Regions from separate parts of the Sus scrofa genome. Here region 2 is linked to region 1. Evidence: chromatin contacts called from public promoter capture Hi-C data. All regions are on one chromosome and are shown on one strand. Each heading gives the region's core, a stretch centred on a gene start, on an enhancer-like site or on the middle of the called end of the contact. The rest is flanking DNA. Distances are from core to core; before and after follow the strand shown.

Region 1 (2,862 bases), core at 13-2,512:
TCTCTCTTATACAGATTACAAGTCTCCTAAACTCCCTGCTTCCCCTGTGGTCTCCTTAAGATCCATTCTCTGCAGGGAAGAGCTTAAAAAAAAAAAAATTTAAACCATAGTATCTCACCCCTATTTAAAACTCTTCATAGAAAGACAAAAAGACAACAAACAAAACAAACAACTCTCCAGTACTTTTCATCGCACTCAGAATAAACTCCTAATTCCTTTATTGGTTACAAAACCCTCCAGGATGTAACCCATTCTTGTTTACTTCTCTGAGCTTATTTCCTCTTACTTTCTCATACCTCCCCCCTCAAACCCAATTTAGGACCTTTGAATTAGCAGTTTCCTTTGCCTGGAATGCTCTTCCCTCTGATATTTGCACGCCTGTCATGAAACCCCTGCTTATATCTCTCCTTGTCAAAACAATTGCCAGCACGTTATTCACTCTGTTTCCTCTGCATAGAGGAACCAACAGATTATTTCTCTCCCCTCCCCGCCATAAACTCCCTAGAACCTCAATTTATCTGTCTTCGAGGCTGCTCAACTGAGTGCCTGGAATAATACCCAATATATGTAGGCTCTCAACAAAAATTTGTTAAATGAAGAAATGAACAGATGACTGTACCCTTTCTTCCCTGCCCGTCTATCCCAACCAGGGCAAAACTCATCATGAGGATACACTTAAAAATGTCTTTCTCATCTTTCAGGTATTTCCACCCTTGAGGAATAGATGTCTTCGAGGAGACTGCAACTTCGGAGGACTAGCCCTTCCGATTCTACCGTGATTTTACATACTAGCTTTTCATCTAGGTCTTGGTTTTTCTGTGACCAGTGCTTTACACTCCGATTCTGAAATCACGTAACGACATCAGGGTGAGCACTAGGGCCCGGAAATCTCTTGATGCTAATTGTTGAGGTTAGGAAAGGGCTGTAGGCCTGGTGTGCTGTGAGTGGTCCTCCCTAGAGATGCTGGGGAGAAGGGGCGGAGCCACCCAAAGATGCGCCTTTCTTGGGCCGTCAGATCTGGTGGCTGCCGGAATGAGAAGAACCCCGTGAATTAGAAGAAAGCAAAACTAGTCTGGGGAGAAGAAGGAGCCCAGCTGACCCTAGGCGGTAAGACCCAGGGGTCGAAGGAAAGGAATCAGAGCCTCAAACCAAAACTGCTGGGCAAGCCAAGACTTGGCTATTTTGCCAGAGGAAAGGGTTAAACAGTTGCCAAGGTAACGGGCCAGGAAGCGCGCAAGACGTCCGCCGCAGGTTCGTAGGTCAGCCTCGAGTTTAAAGCTCCCCTAGCCGAGCGGATTCTGACCAATGGCGAGGCCGCTGGACGCGGTCACGTGACTCGCGGGGCCGTTCCGCTAGCTGCCCCGGAGCACGTGGAAGGTTTTTCCTGTTGCTTCTTTCCTTCTTTCAAAGCCCACCCACTTTTGCGCGGGCTCGGTCGCGGAGTTCTTCTCGCGAGAAGTGTGCCACCCTCTCGCGAGAGTGAGTGGGAGGCGTGAGGACTAGGAGGTGTTGCGGGCTGGAGCTGCGGCGGCGGCGGCGGAAGCTGGGGGTGGGCAGGCGGGGGCGGGCCGCGGGGCGGGAGGGGGGAGGGCTGGGGGCCGCTGCGGGAGGGGGCGCCCGCCTGCTCGGCAGCTCGCGCGGCTGGTCGTTGCGGGCCGCTGACATGCCTGTGAGCTGCGGAGGCTGCGGCCCCCAGGTGAGCCGGGCGCGGATCCGCCCGCGACGTGAGCGGCGCCGTTGGCTGGGGTGGCGGCGGGGTGTGGGGCCGCTGTGGATGGAGCGGCCCGACTCGGGCTCTGCAGCTCCTCCGCTGCCCGCAGTCCCTGGTCTGACTTGGGGGCTGCCCAGAGCTACGCTTTCGCAGGGTGGTGGGAGGAGGGCGGGAAGAGCAAAGCGGAGGGAGGAAGCCATAGGCACCGGGGCGGGGGCGGGGGGGGGGGTGTCCTCAGGCTCGAGGTTGGGGGGGTCTTCCTGGGGCCCGAGTGTGGCGGCGAAGCTTCAGCCCTCTTGAATGACAAGCTCAGTTTCTATCCCCAGGGTGGTCTGCAGAGCCGGGTCCCGCCGGTGCGTGCTGGTGCGTGTGCTTAGTTTGTGTTCGTGGTGCGCGCACGGGGGCATATGCAGGAGGAGGACGTTGCACTTTGTCCCCGAACAGCATCCTTCACTGTCAGAACCCTTGAGCCCTAGAAACAGGCACAACCCAAATCTTGTGACGGGAGCGGAAAGCGCAAGCAGCTCCTTGGAGTGTTGATACTTGGATTTGCTGTCAAATTTTCTCCTTGGCTGTTTGATGGCTTAAATACTGGCCATCCATATTCCTAATGGATTTGGTATATTCTTGTATCCCAGGCACCTAACCTGCTTTATTAAAAAAAAATGTGGATGTGACCAAAGAATTAAAAGCATTGGCAAAATGACAATGGCAGTACAATCTAAATCTCCGTGATGTGACATGGTGACAGTCCTGTTTACCCTCTCCTCTAAAACCTTATTAAACTGGAGGTGGTTTAACTTAAGATGCTAAGGAAATTTCAGGGTGAGAAATACTGCTGAAACACATATCTAATGGCCTTAGTGCAGACTGGAATTAAAAATTCTGGTTCTCATTTCAGCTTTGTAATTACTCAGTTCCTTGCAAAACTTGTAAGCTTTTCTTAGCTTCTTGTTAGGGATGTTATATTGAATGATACTATTTTTGATATATCTGGGAATAGTCAGAAAATGCACACAGGAATAGGGTACTCAGCCATGCAGAGATGATTTTAATATCTTATGATTTACGAGAAATGGCAGCACAGTTCCTTGCACAATCAGTGTCAGTTAAAATAGTGCCATGAAATGAATCTTTTCAAACACACGTTA
Region 2 (2,702 bases), core at 129-2,628, 220 kb before region 1:
TGGTTAGAGAATCAGACACTGAAGTGTCAATGTGGCCAGGGGAAGGGGTAGTTTCAAGGCTAATAGTCTGGTCCCCAGTGACAAATGTTGTGCACAGGTTCAATAAAAAGGAAGTTGGGGGGGGGACACAACCAAATGATTTAGGGAATTTTGAAAGCCACAGGTGACCTTTGTCAGGCTCACCTCTTAAAGTGGGCACCAAAGTTGGTTTGCAGAAGAAAATGAGTGGCAGATTAAGACACGGATGTGATAATAATGAGAACGGGGCTTTACCTCCCCAAGAGCTGGGCTGTGAGGCGGTGGGGACTGGAGGCAGACTGGATCAAGTGTTTTGAAATTTTCCGTGTTTTTAAAAATGTATAAATTTGTTTGCCATGATTAAGGGCCGTGGGAAGATGCTGCTAGAAGGAGCCTGAATGTCCAGGAGAGGGAAGAACCTGGGAAAAGCCACTCTTGGATTGGACATAGAGGGAAACCGTCCTTGAGGCCAAAAAGATAATCGAAATCTCTACTGGAAACGTGTTTTCAAAGGGCGAAAGGAGGTGACTTGCCATTATGGAGCCCTCCCTGCGAGCCAGTCCCTTCCCCTAATTTAAATGTAGTGGTCTAATTGGAAGACACACTAGCCGGGTTTCTTTCCACGAATCCGTTCATCATTAAAAACGAATAAAAGAAGTATTCCCTCAATCTTAACTCCTCTTGCAGATGCTAAGCCAGCTGCAGTGTTTTCAACGTCACAAAGAATAAACCACCCCTGGAGCAGCTGGTTCAGGAGCGGCTCTGGGCTGCAGTTATCTCCCTTGTTCTGTCGAAGTCGGTTACTGTCCAGCGCGATTTTGTTCAAGCCTCAGCGCCCAGAGGAGGGGAGGTGCCTGCAGCGCGGGCGGCCGGCGTTCGGCGGGAGGCGGGCGCGGGTTGCAGGAGAGGGAGACGCGGAGAGGGGCGCTGGAGGCTCTCCCGGGACTCGCGGCCACCGTCGCTCCCATCGCCAGCGCGTCGGCCGGCCCAGCCCGGGCTTTCCCCGTCGCTCCCGGTCCTCCCGACAGCGGCTAGGCGTCCGGCCCCCGGGGGAGGCCGCTCCGGTCCCCACTGCCACCCGGTGCCCCTGACCACCCTGCAGCCGCTTTCGGTTCCGCGCCTTATAAGGCCTGACAGGAGGGTCACGTGCGTCCCGGGCCGCCCGCCGGGAGGAGGGGGCGGCGGGGGGAGGGGCGGGAAGCGGGGAGGAAAAGGGGAGGGAGTCGGGGGCGGAGGAAGGAGCTAGGGGCGGATTCTGCGGCGGTGGGAGGCGGTGGCGGCGGCGGCGGCGCGGCAGCGGCGGGGAGCGGACCGCTCGGAGCTGGACCGAGGAGGAGAAGGAGGTGGAGGTGGAGGAAGGGACCGGCGCGGGGGCGGGAGAGCGCAGCGCGGCGGAAGCCGGAGACCGCGGGAGGGCCGGTGGCCGGCCCCGGGCGGGAGCCGGGGCGGCGGCGGCAGCAGCGGCCGAGAGGACCGCGGCGAGGAAAGCGCATCCAGCGGCCCCGGCGGCGGCGGCGGCGGCGGCGGGGGCCCGGGTCCGCGCGCCCGGGCGGCCGGCGGGCACGGGCTGGCGCGATGGAGCCGCAGCACGTGCGCCCCGCGTCCGGCGCCCGCAGCCCGGCCTGGGAGGAACCGGTGGGTACAGCGCCCGCGCCCGCCCCCTCCCACTTCTCCTCTGCTCCCCCCCGCCCGGGCCGGGTTCCGTTCAGGAAATGGCCCGGGATGAGGTCCCCAGCTGCTTCCCACCCGGGACAGCGCTTCCTCCGCCGCCCGGGCTCCTCCTCGCGCGCCGCCCGGAGCGCCTTTGTCCGGGCCGGCCGAGGCTCTCCCCCAGGGGCCGCGGACGAGCCACTGACCACGGCCCTCCAAGGACCGTTTTCCGTGCTTCATCGACTTCGCAACTTTTTCCTTGATTTCGGAGCGTGGAGGGTGGGTAGGGAGGGGGCAAAAAGAAGCCCAGACTGGGGGTCAGCGTGCAGGGCTCGGAGGAGACAGGTCTTGCCTCTTGAGACCGCGCCCTGGGCGGTCACCTGGGCGCTGCAGGTTCCTAAGGAGCCGCGCTTGGCGAGGCGGATCGCAGCTAGAAGCCGGGAACCACGCCTCCGCCTCCTGCTCGCCGCTAAAGCCCCGGGCTTTTCTAGGGTTCGAGGGGGTTGCCAGGGATGAAGCGGGAAGCTGACCTCGATTTCGCTTAGGATTTCGCTGCCCGTGAAACGCGGAGGTTGGGCAGTTTGGGGGACCGAAAGTAACGTGGGCATGTGCATTGTGTGTGCGCGGGTAAGGAGCAGGAGGACGGGGGAATTGGGGGCTTGGGATTTGTTCCCTCAAACTCCTTCAACTTCCTCTCTTCCAACTCAGAGAGTCAGAACCATCTCACATCCCTCCGGTGATTCTAGCCCGAAATCCCCGTCTCACTCAGAGCTCTGTAATCCTGTGTGGGCTGCCTTTTCCCTGGCATCGAATTTTGGCTCTCTCCGCCCTGCCTCGATGTTTGCTGTTCCGTCTTGGTTGACATTCTTGAACCTATTTGGAAAACCTCGTCCGAAATTTCTGGCCTCACCAGTGTTCTGTTCAACACGTTCGGATGCTCTTTTCCCAGGAACTCCGAGGATCTGCTCAGGCTGGCCCCCTGCCTGTTGAGAGCTTCTAGGTCAGGTGCCAAGCTTGGTTCCCCCTTTTCTTTT

What was found. Promoter capture Hi-C pulls out the DNA fragments that hold promoters and counts their contacts.
Region 2: a promoter capture Hi-C map of fetal liver shows a contact between it and region 1, with 2.4 times the contacts expected there. The contact joins the promoter of DGKH here to the promoter of AKAP11 in region 1. A contact is called at or near these places in 1 of 5 promoter capture datasets (fetal liver), 1 of 47 Hi-C or Micro-C datasets (heart right ventricle) and 2 of 2 datasets of contacts at active chromatin or transcription factors (alveolar macrophages and skeletal muscle).

The regions. Positions count from the first base shown.
Region 1 is chr11:24,750,810-24,753,671 of Sscrofa11.1, reverse strand. AKAP11 (A-kinase anchor protein 11) reads left to right here and starts at 1,262. Exons shown (of 13, transcript XM_021065623.1): 1 at 1,262-1,479.
Region 2 is chr11:24,969,604-24,972,305 of Sscrofa11.1, reverse strand. DGKH (diacylglycerol kinase eta) reads left to right here and starts at 1,378. Exons shown (of 32, transcript XM_021065624.1): 1 at 1,378-1,653. The coding sequence starts at 1,594. LOC106505301 (a long non-coding RNA gene) reads left to right here. Exons shown (of 3, transcript XR_002336682.1): 3 at 384-1,168.